Linked DNA regions of Anas platyrhynchos: region 1 is linked to region 2. A link is a contact called in public Hi-C data. All regions are on one chromosome and are shown on one strand. Each heading gives the region's core, a stretch centred on a gene start, on an enhancer-like site or on the middle of the called end of the contact. The rest is flanking DNA. Distances are from core to core; before and after follow the strand shown. Region 1 holds the start of AK4 (adenylate kinase 4). Region 2 overlaps JAK1 (Janus kinase 1).

Evidence for each region. A called contact is a pair of places that touch in the nucleus more often than the background predicts.
Region 1: a contact with region 2 is called in a Hi-C map of subcutaneous adipose tissue, with 2.0 times the contacts expected there. The contact joins the promoter of AK4 here to the enhancer-like site in region 2. A contact is called at or near these places in 3 of 8 Hi-C or Micro-C datasets (liver, skeletal muscle and subcutaneous adipose tissue).

The regions. Positions count from the first base shown.
Region 1 is chr8:37,729,392-37,735,242 of IASCAAS_PekinDuck_T2T, forward strand. AK4 (adenylate kinase 4) reads left to right here and starts at 2,252. Exons shown (of 5, transcript XM_027462400.3): 1 at 2,252-2,662. The coding sequence starts at 2,518. It overlaps LOC119717668 (a long non-coding RNA gene), which reads right to left and starts at 2,152. Exons shown (of 2, transcript XR_005267672.2): 1 at 1,738-2,152; 2 at 1-1,111.
Region 2 is chr8:37,682,787-37,688,754 of IASCAAS_PekinDuck_T2T, forward strand. It overlaps JAK1 (Janus kinase 1), which reads right to left. Exons shown (of 25, transcript XM_027463789.3): 5 at 1,803-1,956; 6 at 360-523. Among named protein-coding and RNA genes, the nearest start is that of JAK1, 32 kb to the right of the region's middle. Within about 2 kb of position 2,630, at least 1 of the 8 cell types and tissues checked has an H3K27ac peak or open chromatin away from gene starts, as enhancers often do. A contact at or near this core is called in subcutaneous adipose tissue, where this site is marked.

The DNA of each region.
Region 1 (5,851 bases), core at 1,002-3,501, 46 kb after region 2:
ACGCGTACACCTCTGGTTAAGGGAATCATGTTAACTTCTGAAATAAGTTTAAAAAATAACACTTTTCTTTTTAACCCAAAGTTACCATGTTTTTATAAAAAGTTAATTTACGATGCTGATGGACTTCCTCAGTACAAGCTGCTCTCGTATCTCTAACAGGAGGGAGCAGAAACTCCAGATGTGGTTTACTGCTCTAAAAAACTTACCTGGAGAAGAGCATGTCTGGAGATGTTCAGAGGTTGTTTTTAAAAGAGAAAGGCGTAACGCTGAGAGGGATCCAGCTACCAAAATGGTGCCTTACAAGTTTTTAACAGAAGAGGGCAATGGAGAGACAAGTATGAAATATCTGAGGAGAAGCACGCAGTGGAAAAAAATATTTGTACATTTTCAAACAAACTGCAAACATACATTACATAAAAAGGGGACAGTCAACAGATTATGCAATACTGACGTCAGATGATGACACAGATGACCTAAACGTATACCCTAAAACTTGCAGGTTTGCCACCGATTGTAATTAGTTACATCATCTGCTGCTGCAAGAAAAAAAAACAAAACACCAAAAAACTTTGTAAAAAATGCTTAAGAAAATCTGTACGTACAGCTGTGACTTTTGGAAAGGAAGGGAAGTGCCCCAAAAATGAATTATTTACTGCCACTCTGAAGCCTTTTCACGCCACATTATTCCAGTAGAAAAAAAAATCTACTGATTTCAACAGAATGGAAGAGGAGTGGCATGGGGAATCCCACATTTTGGAGGCTGAGGTGGGAAGAGAAGAGGTGCCGCTTGGTAGTTCAGGTGTGTCTTCATCTGAAGATTTTATCCGTGCTCCAGCAGCTACTCGTGGGCTGTTTAAAGCAGATCCAGCAGCTACTCGTGGGCTGTTTCAAGCAGCTCCGTGACCACAGAGGTGCGCGGTCCCACCCAACTCCCTCTTCTGCTGGGCACCCGCTCGCGGCCAGTGCCATTTCCCCCGGGGGATCCCCCAAACCTGCTGCCTCTCCTCTCACGCCGATTTTCGCCTCGCTCCAGCCGCGCCACGATGCGGAAAGCAAACAGGTGTGCGAAAACGCAGAACTTGGCTCCTCGTCACCGTCTGGAGAGCCCTCCCTGCTTTTTAAACAAAACATTTAGCCGGCTGGGGACCCAGCACACCGCCCCGTGCCCTGGGTATCTCTGTAGGATTATTTAACAATATCTGGTTGTTGGTGGAGGCTGCCACCCCTTGCTTCTTTCTGAAGCCCCCCGGCGTGGCCTGGCTGCTCCCGAAGCTCTGCTCCCCCTCTCCAGCCCCTGGGGGCCGGCTGCTGGCCGTGTTTTGGGGCTGTTTTATAGGATTCCTGTCCCCTCCGCGTGCCCCTCACCGCCCCCAACCCACCCTGGCCGGGCACCAGCACCCAGCACCGAGCACTCCTCCCTCAGCAGCACCCCGGGGGGGGGCTCACGGTAACCCCACAGCCCCCAGCGCCTCTCCCCTTCCCTCCTCCGCCACAGCCTCACACGAAGCCCCCCATGGGGCCCCCAAAGCGCCCCGCAGCCCCCCGCCCGCTCCCCCAATCCCCCAAAACAGCAGTGCGCAACGGGGAAGAAGGGGGGGGGGGGGGGAGGAAGCACCGCGCCCGGCCAGCTCTACCGAAACCGGGTGTGGGGGGGTCTCGGAGGAAGGGGATCCCCGCTGGAAGCCCCCCCAAACCCAGCGCGGTGCCCCCCTGAGGGCCGGGCCGGGCCGGACCCACCTGAGGGCTGGCGGCGGGGCCGGGGGGCGCCGTGACGCAGCACGGGCGGGCGGGCGGCGTGAGGGCCGCCATCTTGGCGTGTTTATGGCAGCGCCGCGCGGCCATGTGATGCGCCCGCCGCTTCCTGAGGCGGGGGTTGGGGGGGGGGGGGCACACGCCTATCGTGCACGCGCATATCGTGCACACGCATGTCGTGCACAAGCATATCGTGCACGCGCATATGTTTCACGCACATATATTTCACGCACATATGGTTCAAGTACATATAATTCACGCGCGGGTGTCCCCTCACAGCCCCCCCCCCCATCACCACCTCACACCACACACACCGAGGGGGCGCCCCGCGGTGCTCTCCCCGTTGCCCCCGGTGCTCCCCCCGTTGTCACCACAGCTCCATGAGGCGGCACCGAGCCCAGCCCTGCCCCATCTATAAGGAGGGGGGGGTTACAGGACTACAAGTCCCAGGGTGCCCAGCCCGAGGGGGCGGCCCGAGGGGGCGGCCGTGCCCCCCCCCTCCTTGCTCCGTGCTGATGTGTACGGGCGGCGAGTGAGCAGCTCGGCACGGCTCGCCTCGCCTCGGCTCCCTCCCCCCCTCATTAACACGCCATTTTGCGGGGCTCCCCGGCATGCGGGGTCCCGTGGTGGGGGGCGGCGAGGCGGCGGGGCCCCCCCTGCGTGCCCCCTTCGCAGCTCCGCATCCCCCCTCGGGGGAGGCTGCGTGAGGCGAGAGATTTTTTGGGGGGAGGGGGTGCTGGGGGGGGGGGGCTGCCCCGCAGGGAGATGGCCTCCAAGGTGCTTCGGGCTGTGGTGCTGGGCCCCCCCGGCTCGGGCAAGGGGACGGTGTGCGAGAGGATCGCCCGCAGCTTCGGGCTGCAGCACCTCTCCAGCGGGCAGTTCCTGAGGGAGAGCCTCGGCCGGGGCGGCGGTGAGTGCCCGGGGTGCCCCCCGGGGCTGGGGGCGGTGTGGGGATGGGGTCGGGGTCGCCCACGGCTGGGGGCGAAACCCTAAGGGGAAATCTTCCCCCCCCACACTGTGGGGATGAGGTGGTCTTCCCTCCATCTTGGGTGCGCTGGGGAGAAGCGGGCTGAGGGTTGCCCCCAGCCCCAGGTGGGCACAGCCAAAAAAAGCTGCACGAGCACCCACGGGCAGCCTTGGCACCTGGGGCTTTCTGTGTCAACACAAGGGTTTTGGAGGAATGGGGTTCAATCACACAGCCTGGGTCCCCCTGTGCCTGCTGTGACACCTGCGGGGCGAGGGATGCTCTGGGCACGTACAAGTTTCCACAGGGAAACCCCTCTGGGAAGCTTGCTGTGGGTTATGGGGTGTCCCAACACCATGCCATGCTGTGGTGAGGCCAGTGGGGTGGCACGGGGCACCCCATGAGCCCCACTCCTTAATAAGCTGCCCTCCAGAATCAGGGGGCACAGCGCTGCCAACCCACCCCGTGTTTCACATCCGAAGCCCTTTTTTATGAGCTGCTGGGTTGTGATGTGCTTCACAACCATCCCGGCCCGTGATGGATCCGGCAAAGTTTTGGGAGCCAGCAGCCGGGCGGCGCGGGGCTGTCCCCAGCCATGGCTGGGCAATGCCAGCCCTGCTGCTGCTGATCGCCGGGGAGGAAACTGACTCAGAGGAGCCATAAAACGACACAAAACAGCCAAGAAGAACGAGCTGCGCTTTGCCTTTTTCGAGGTGTGACGAGAAAGGGAAAAAAAAAAAAAAAAAAAAAGGGAGGATAAACTTTCAGAGCTGCGTGCTCCGTGGGGCGTTGCAGGCTTGTTTAAAAATACCCAGATTTCCTTCCATAAATAAATATAAAAAAAAGCACGGCAATATTTCCTCTGGGGAGAGGCTCAAAATTTGGAAAATCCCAATAGCTCTGTTGGCGGAGCCGCAGAGCACCTGGGCGAAGACCAAGCGGTGCAGCAGCGGGTGGGGAACGGGGATGGAAACTCAGGTGAGGCTGCTCGGGAGCAAAGCCGCTGTAATTTTCAGGTGCCACCTTTGCCTTTGCCTCTGGTCATAGCTCTCAGTAATGTGCAGCTGTTTGCTTTTTTATTTTTTTTCTTCCTTTTTTTTTTTTTTTTGCTATTTGCTTTGGACAAGCTGTTACATGACCACGCAGCGGTGTGCCAGCTCTGGAGGAAGCTGGATGGAAGTAAATTCCCTTCCTGAGTTTGTCATCCGCGCCGCTGGTTTTGCATTGTAGGGGAGCTGAGGCCAGTCTCACAGACACCCCGCTGCCCTCCAGAGGGACCTGCCAAGGGGTTTTAGAGCAGCCTCTGGGCAAGGAAATTACAGGAGTCGATTTGGAGGTGATTTTCCCATCTCAGGAAGCCAGAGGACACCCGAGCATCCCGCACAGAGCGAGCCCCAGGGCTCCACGTGTTGCGGGGTGGCTGGGTGTGCCGCTGCCACTGGAACCCTTGGGGTTTTGTAACAGTGACTCGGCGAGTGCGTCCGCTGCCACGGATGTGTTGGTTAATCAGTGCCTCGCTTCGTGGCTGCCCTGTTGTGCAAAAGTGCTTTGTTTGGATCTCGGGAGAGCAGGAGGTAAAGAAACTGCTTTTGGTGCTGTGCCGGGGGTACTGGAGGGCAGTGACCGTTTTCCTCGGCCGGTTCTTGTCCCAGTGCCCAGCTCTTTGCCTCTGGTGCCTGCAGCGTCCCGGGGTGTCAGCAGGGCTCAGCTAATTCCAGTAAAACTGCACGCCCTGGGTCTCTGCTCTCTGCAACACTTCGGGGGCGGAAGGGTGCTGTGATGATGGGAACCGTGAGCTAAAAGGGGTGAGAGGGGGGGCAGTGACATCCCCAGGTTTGTGGCCGTGCCATGTTCCAGCTCCCCGGAGGGAGGCCAGGCTGGCAGAGACAGGCTGAGAGTGAGAGCCCTGGTTTGGGGAAGTGGTTTGGGGGCTCCGAGAACCCCGTCCAGCTGGGGTTGTTCCAGCTTGGTGCACAGATAACCACGGGCAGTGCAGCATTAACCACCCAGAGCTCCTCCTCTCCATTAAGGCTGCGCTGCTGGAACCTAAATAAGAAATCATGCAAAAGGTTGCCCCGGGGGGCCCAAAGTCCGTGTTATCTCGCAGGGTCTGCCCAGGGGGCTGCTGGCAAACGAAGCCCTGGTGCTCTGCGGTGCCTCTAGCCACAGCCTCCTGCTCCCCGTGTTTGGGAACAGCCTCTCCTTGAGCCCCCGCAGCCCCCAGCCGCAGCGGGAGGCGTCGCTGGAGGCTGGGACCCGCTTTGCTGATAAGAGCCCAGAGGCACGGGTGCAGGGTTGAGTCGGGAAGGGACAGGGACAGCAGGGGCTGAAGTCCTGCGGTCGTTAGCTTAGCGGGACGGGGCGATAGCAGCGTGGATTTTGGCCCCTGGGTGGGATCTGCGCCAGGCCAGGCGGGTGAAAACCCCTGCCCATCACACCAGGACCTGCAGGGGGATGCCGTGCCCGGGCTGAGGAAGATTTGTCAGTGAAGAAGAGTAAAGTTTTCACATTAATATTTCTGCCCTAGGAGGTCTCGGTGCTGGTTGCACAAGACACGATGTTCTCTCCCCATCGCCGTATGGGCAGCAGCATCAAGCTCATTTTTGGGAAAGGCACCGGGTGCGGAGCTGCTCGGTGGCGTTGGTTGCTGTAATTTTGGGGTGGAGGTGAGGGGCTCTCCCCAGGAGCTGTAGGTCCTGCACAAAGCCTGCTGCCTGTCGGGAATGACGCCGTTTGATGTGTTTCAGGCTGGAAAAGCAGAGCCTGGAGAGCCCCTTCTCCTTCAGGCAGCTCGCCGTGCTCCAAAGTCCCCAGTAATGAATACTGGGACCAGTATGGGGCCAAGCTCGGGCAGAGGCGGTGCTGCAGAGGTTGGTGGAGAGAGAGGAGGGAGAGATCGGTAATGGGCAACCCCACTCAGGTTGGGATTTGGGGGGCTTTGCCCCTCCTGCACCTCCCTCTGTGTGCAGCCATCGGTGCAAAACCCCAGCAGCCAGCCTCAGGTGGAGGACTGGTGCTTTGGGACATGCTGGCCTCACTCAATAATGTGCCAAAATGTTAATTTCTGCTTCCAAACGCTGTGTTAGCTGCTTGGGGAAGGGGAGCTGGTCTGGTCCTGGTGCAGACAAAAGGGGC
Region 2 (5,968 bases), core at 1,380-3,879:
TGTAAGGTTTAGAGGCAAATGGACACAGCCCACCCAAATCAGAAACATTAAGTTGCCACTTAACAACAGTACAATTTCTGAACTTATTAACCTGGAATCCTGAATTTACAGCAAGTATTCAATACATCAGTATGCTGGCTGCACTAGCTGCATCAATTTCATATCATCTTCAGGTAAGAAGTAACTCAAATTTTCTATTACATACCCCAATTGACCAGATCAGGAAGACACAGAGCAGTATATGTGTTGGAGCTTGTAACTCCCATGTACTCAGACAGTGCAAAGTAAAATGCTTAAGATCCCTTTTGGAAGAGAAGTGAAGCATATCCAGCAGCAAGGAAGAATTTATCCCAACTTACCTGATGTCTTTGGGAAGCTCTGGAAGTTTCAACTTTTTGTTGATGGCATAGTGAGAGATTGCAAGGACAGCCATTCCCAGGCATTCATTTTCAATTTCATGAACTTCTTGATCATTTTTAGGGTCACGGATTGGTGCTAGGCCTTTCACTAAGTCATATTGACCCTTAACAAGGAGAGAAGAAAAAAAAAGATATCAGGTCTGTCATTTGTCACGCTAGCAACCGAAGTCACAAGATCAGAGGCTCTCCTTGAGCAAGAAAAGAGTCACCCAAAACTGAAAGCCATGACAAGAAGGGGTAGAGGAAGAAGATAAGAGCTATGCAGTAAGATGCCATCTTCTCTTAGACCAATGAAACAGGAATGTAGGCAAGCACTAGTTATCCCACAAAGCCTGCCTACTCGAGAAGAAACATCAACACTTGTGCCTGAGAAAAGTTTCTTAAAATGATGATTTGTGGAACAGGTGGAATCATTGCAAACATCATCACAGCACATCCATCCCATACACAGTCTCTATCGTCTGGCAATATTCACTAAGGTCCCTACTCATTGTTTTTATCCTTTTTTCTGGCAATACAAAAATACAAAAAAATACAAAAAAAGACAAAAAACACTTTGCAGCATGTTATATGCTGATATAAAACAAGGCACAAATTAGGTAGATTTCACAAAAGAAACCCCTTGCTTCTTACTACTTTAGAATGCAAGTGGTACCATTAAGATGTATTTCTAGCTGTAGCTACCTGGGCATTTTCTCACAGTGTGGTTTCACAGCAGAGCAATTTTTGATTAGCAACACAAGCTTGCTGAAATAGAAACTGCACCTACTTGCCACAACCAGCACGCAGCATGCCACCAGCAACTGGGAGGCACAACAGAAGGAAAGAAAAACTGCATGCAAGCAGGCTGTGTGACAATGAGCGTGGTGAGGCACTGGAACAGGTTGCTCAGAGAAGTTGTGGATGCCCCATCCCTGGAGGTGTTCGAGGCCAGCTTAGATGAGGCCCTGAGCAACCTGATCTAGTGGGTGGCGTCCCTGCCTATGGCAGCGGGGTTGAAGCTAGATGATCCTTGAGGTCCCTTCAAACCCAAGCCATTCTATGACTCTATGGATGGCATCATGTGCACAATTTTCACAAAAGAAAAGGTATAGCATTTATATAAGAAACAGTTAATAAAGCAATTGTGTTGTAAAAACATAGCCTGTGGCTACGTTTTTGGACTGTGAGACAGTTTCCGTTACATGTTCTGCACATGGCCTGGTTGTTCTCCATGAGCAAATTCTCTTTTCTCCACGTAGTGTGAAGTACGACCAATGCCAACAGGTAAGGTCAAACACACATTAAAGCTTGAAAATAGTTCTTTAAAGCAGACAATTCCTACTGGATCAAATAATTGTTGTGTTAGTGGAATGGCACAGACACTTGCATGCAATCTCTTACCTGTGCAAAGATGTATTCTAATGAGTTTGCGTCAAGGATCGGGGTTCCTTCTGGAACATGCTTCTTCTCATAAGAGTTTTTTGACTTCTTTGGTGAATGCCTCCACACAGAGGGTTCATTTTCACTAGTCCCATGCCAGTTTGTAAAGTAGTATCTTGCAAGAAAAAGAGAAATAAACTTTAAAAATCCGAGAGAAAATCCTCAATTTATATTAGATACATATTCTAAACTTGCAAAGCAAAACGAGGTACATGCCAAAAACCTTCAGTCTTCTGCCTCAGTGTAAGAGGCTATGCCTCTGCTGTGCATTAACCAATAGTTGATATTTGCATTCCAAATTAAAATGACTCATCTGAAGGGTTAACATGGCTTCAGACCTCCTCCTCCATAACCGCTGAGTGCCTCCCTCCAGGCCACAGCTGGAAGCACTGGAAGTTATGCACTGGAATTTCTGCTTCCCTTTGGTTTTGGATGGAGATGGTGAAAACGACACTAATTCAAATCATCCAGCTTTAAAGGGACACAGTCAATCTTCTGTGTGTTTAACAAATAAGCTTTTTACTCTATCTGCACACAAGGCTTTTTGAAAACCTGCTAAAAGAGTTGGCATCTGCTGCAAGCGAATGAAATTGTTGAGATCAAGAGTCTGTCAGAAGCTTTTGAAAAATCTTTGTCTGAATTGCTGCAGAGATTTCTTTCTGAGTTCTATTAAGATTGTAAATCACATAAAGCTTAGTTAAATCTGGTTTGAATCAATGTGCCTTTTGCAAGCGTTCACGCCTTGCACGTGATCATGACGTACTTACAATTAAAAGGTTACAGGAGAGCAGATTTATCCAGCCGCTAAGTAGGAGGGATTTCTGCTAGAATACACCACTAACTCCAGAGAAGCATTTGGCTCTACCCAGAGCAAACAATGCAGAAGTACTTATTAATACAAAGGGAGGTGCAAAAGGAGGCTTCCCTGATGGACAGTGACCACAGTGAGCTCCACAGAATGTTACCACAAATTCATGACAGCTAAGGTTTTAACGTCTGCCTAAATGTGCCATCAGCAAAGTCATAAGGAGCTTGCGTGACCAAAATAACACTAAATTGAGATCAACTTACAAAGGAAAAAGACAAATGAATGTGAAAGGTAATAAGCACTGCACACCAAAGGAGAAGTAAAGAAAATTGAGTGGAAAAAAAATAAGTTATATTGAACTCCTGACCTGGAAATACACATTTTCTGTATTGAAAGAAAAAGCGGAATAGATGAAGTACCTTATAAACTACAGGCACATTTGAAAATCACAAATAACAAATCTGTTTAAGTAACAAATCAAAATGTTGCCCAGTTTCAATTCGAATGTAACGCAATACAAATTGCAAGAGGCGTATCCTGGAAGACAGGAAGAGAGCAAGCAGACAGCAAATCAGTCAGCAAATGCTTACGAACGCTACAGGACAGGACAACCCTCATGCAAGTGTGCACGTTCTGAAATATGTGACTAGAATTTCATGATTTGTCTCTGGATTGAGTCCCAGTTCTGCAGTGGTCAAGGTTGGTGTGTACCACCCTCAGTGCAGACTCAGGATCTTAAAGAGCAAAAGAAAATTTGTGTTCTTAGTTTGAGACCACGTGTTTTCACCACGTACCTGCACAGTAAGTTGACTACCCATATGAAAAATTATCAATTAGTCTTAAAGATACTCTCTGTATCATGTTTCTGTCCTCTCTTTCTTTTTAATAAGTCCTTTTAAGACCCAAAAAGCTTCCATACATAGCATGGGTAGGAACACCAACACACAACTACGGTAAAAACTCCCAACACATCCTGTAAGATACTGTAAGATACCAAATCCTTTGATTTAAGCACAAAAAGCAAAAGGAAAGCAAATCCTTCTGCCTCCAGGAAATTACTTTTTTTCCACATGCTACTTTATAAAATGACTGATAATTAATAACACCAATTGTTTTGTTATTTCCTGAAAACAATTATGGGCAAGGTATCACGTATTGTTTGTAACTGAGTGAAGAATTTGTTCCTTTACCTATTAGACTGCCATGATTAAAACAAGACTTATAAATTACAATAAAAACTAAAGCCCCATTGTTTGTGGAGCCATATAAACAAAGCAGGAGAGCCTCTGCCTTGAAGGGACTGATTGATTTGTGGCAAGGAGAGAAAGATGATTATTATTCCACTTTCAAAGGCAGAAATGGGAGCACAAGTTTTTGGATTCAGAAGTCCTGCAAAAGACCTGGAAAGGAGATCCATTCAGTCTGGCCAAGGAGTGGTGAAATGCTGGAAGGGCACCTGCTCTTTCTTCTCTTTCACCTGTGGGTGACTCTGACAACCCTTCTTTTCCAGATTTCCAAAACCCATGCCTTGGGTCCCTTCGCTATGCCAACAAACACTTTAAACTTCTGGCTTAAACACCATCCAGCTATGAAATAGTTAAGCTTGTGAGCTAATTAGTCAGGATATTACAAAATACTGTGGTTTCTTATGCTGTAGGCTCCTTTTTCACTTGATGCAAATATGGGTCCTGTTACAAAGTTTCTAGTAAAAAGCAAGTCCTTTCAAAATAGCACCAAGAGTATACTAAGTAGCATGGATTTTCCAGGGAGAAGAGGAAGATGGGAAGTCCATGCTATCAGAAATGCAACACAAAGCTTTCAGCAGTGGAAGAAAAATCTAACATCTAAAAGCATCTCAAACTACTAAGTCACATACCTTCATTTTCTATAAATATAATTTCAATAGGAAAAATCAAACCTATCAATTCACTGAAATTTCAGAAGTAAGGTCAACATAAAACTGATTTAGTCTCGGAATGATTATGTACAATCTAATGCAGTGCACTGTTGAAAAAGCCCAGCCCACTTTCCTTTTTCAAAAGGAATTATGCCTCTTGCAGAGCTCTGAACAAACATTTATTTAGAGAAGAGTTTCACAATCCTGTGCTGTTCATAATTCCTCAGTGCTCAGCCCTCTCTCAGTTCAGGTTTCCAAGCCAAGACACCAAATAGACAGTAAATGAAAGAAAGGAAAACCCCACTTCACCAAGGCACTGCAGTATTCCTGGGGAGACGGGAATCTCTAGATTTTAGCACCTAAATTTATGGAAGTTCCTGGAGTGAGTCCTCATCACCCATCCAAAGTGGAAACATACAAACACTAAACACAGTGGAAAATATTTTTTAAGAATCAGATTAAAATTAAATTAACAACAAAGCATCAAACTTCTAATCAGAGGATTAAATTCCCACAATTGTATGTTTAAAATACTCTCTTTTTTCTGCAGAGAAGAGCAGACCTCATCAAAGAATTCCAGTATCAGGGGAAAATGTCCCAGATTCAGATTATACGAATAATTTATTATTTTTTATTATCAGTATACTGTTAATCTGACTCATCTCTTAAATCAAGAAAAGGCACTTAATGCCCTGTAACAAGCTTTTAGAGTCCTCAGAGCTTTCTTTAAAGAGTCACTCAATTCCACTCTTGTAGGGTGTTTATCTGCCAAACTTAATCACGGCTGTTTAAATCCAAGATTAGCTGAGGTTAAGTCATTAATGCTGCTAATAACAGCATTTATGCAGTGTTGCAGAAAAAAGAAAATACTACAGTACCCTCTTCCTCTTTTAAATACAGGTATCAGTACCACAATTCTTTGAAAAGCCAAGATCTTGTTGTAAACTGGCAGTACTTTTTTTCTCATAACAATTCATCCAATAATAGTAACAATTCCAGTATAGCACAAGTTGTAACCAGAATTGGAATATTTTACCGTTCAAAGATCCCATTTACAAAGCTCTCTTTTCATATCTGCATAAGCAAAGTGGCTGCTCTTCTCCAACAAGCTTAGAAAACAGTCGGGATGCACAGCCTGAGGCTTACATGTGCCAGTTCCCTCATTAGCATGTGCAAGTGATAGTGATTATCAGGAAAAAAAGATATCACAACGCATACAGCTATATGAGCACCCAGTTTTGGAAATGTTTTTCTCTGCAGCCTAAACTGACCGTATATGTGATTATTACATTTTATGCCAAGGATGGGTGTTACACAGAAGCTTATTTTCTTATAGTTGTTCCTTGAAGAATCAACAAAAACGTGATGATTAGTGCGCTTCCTTCAGGAAGATGGGCTAAGTTTCAGAAAGTTCAGAAACTT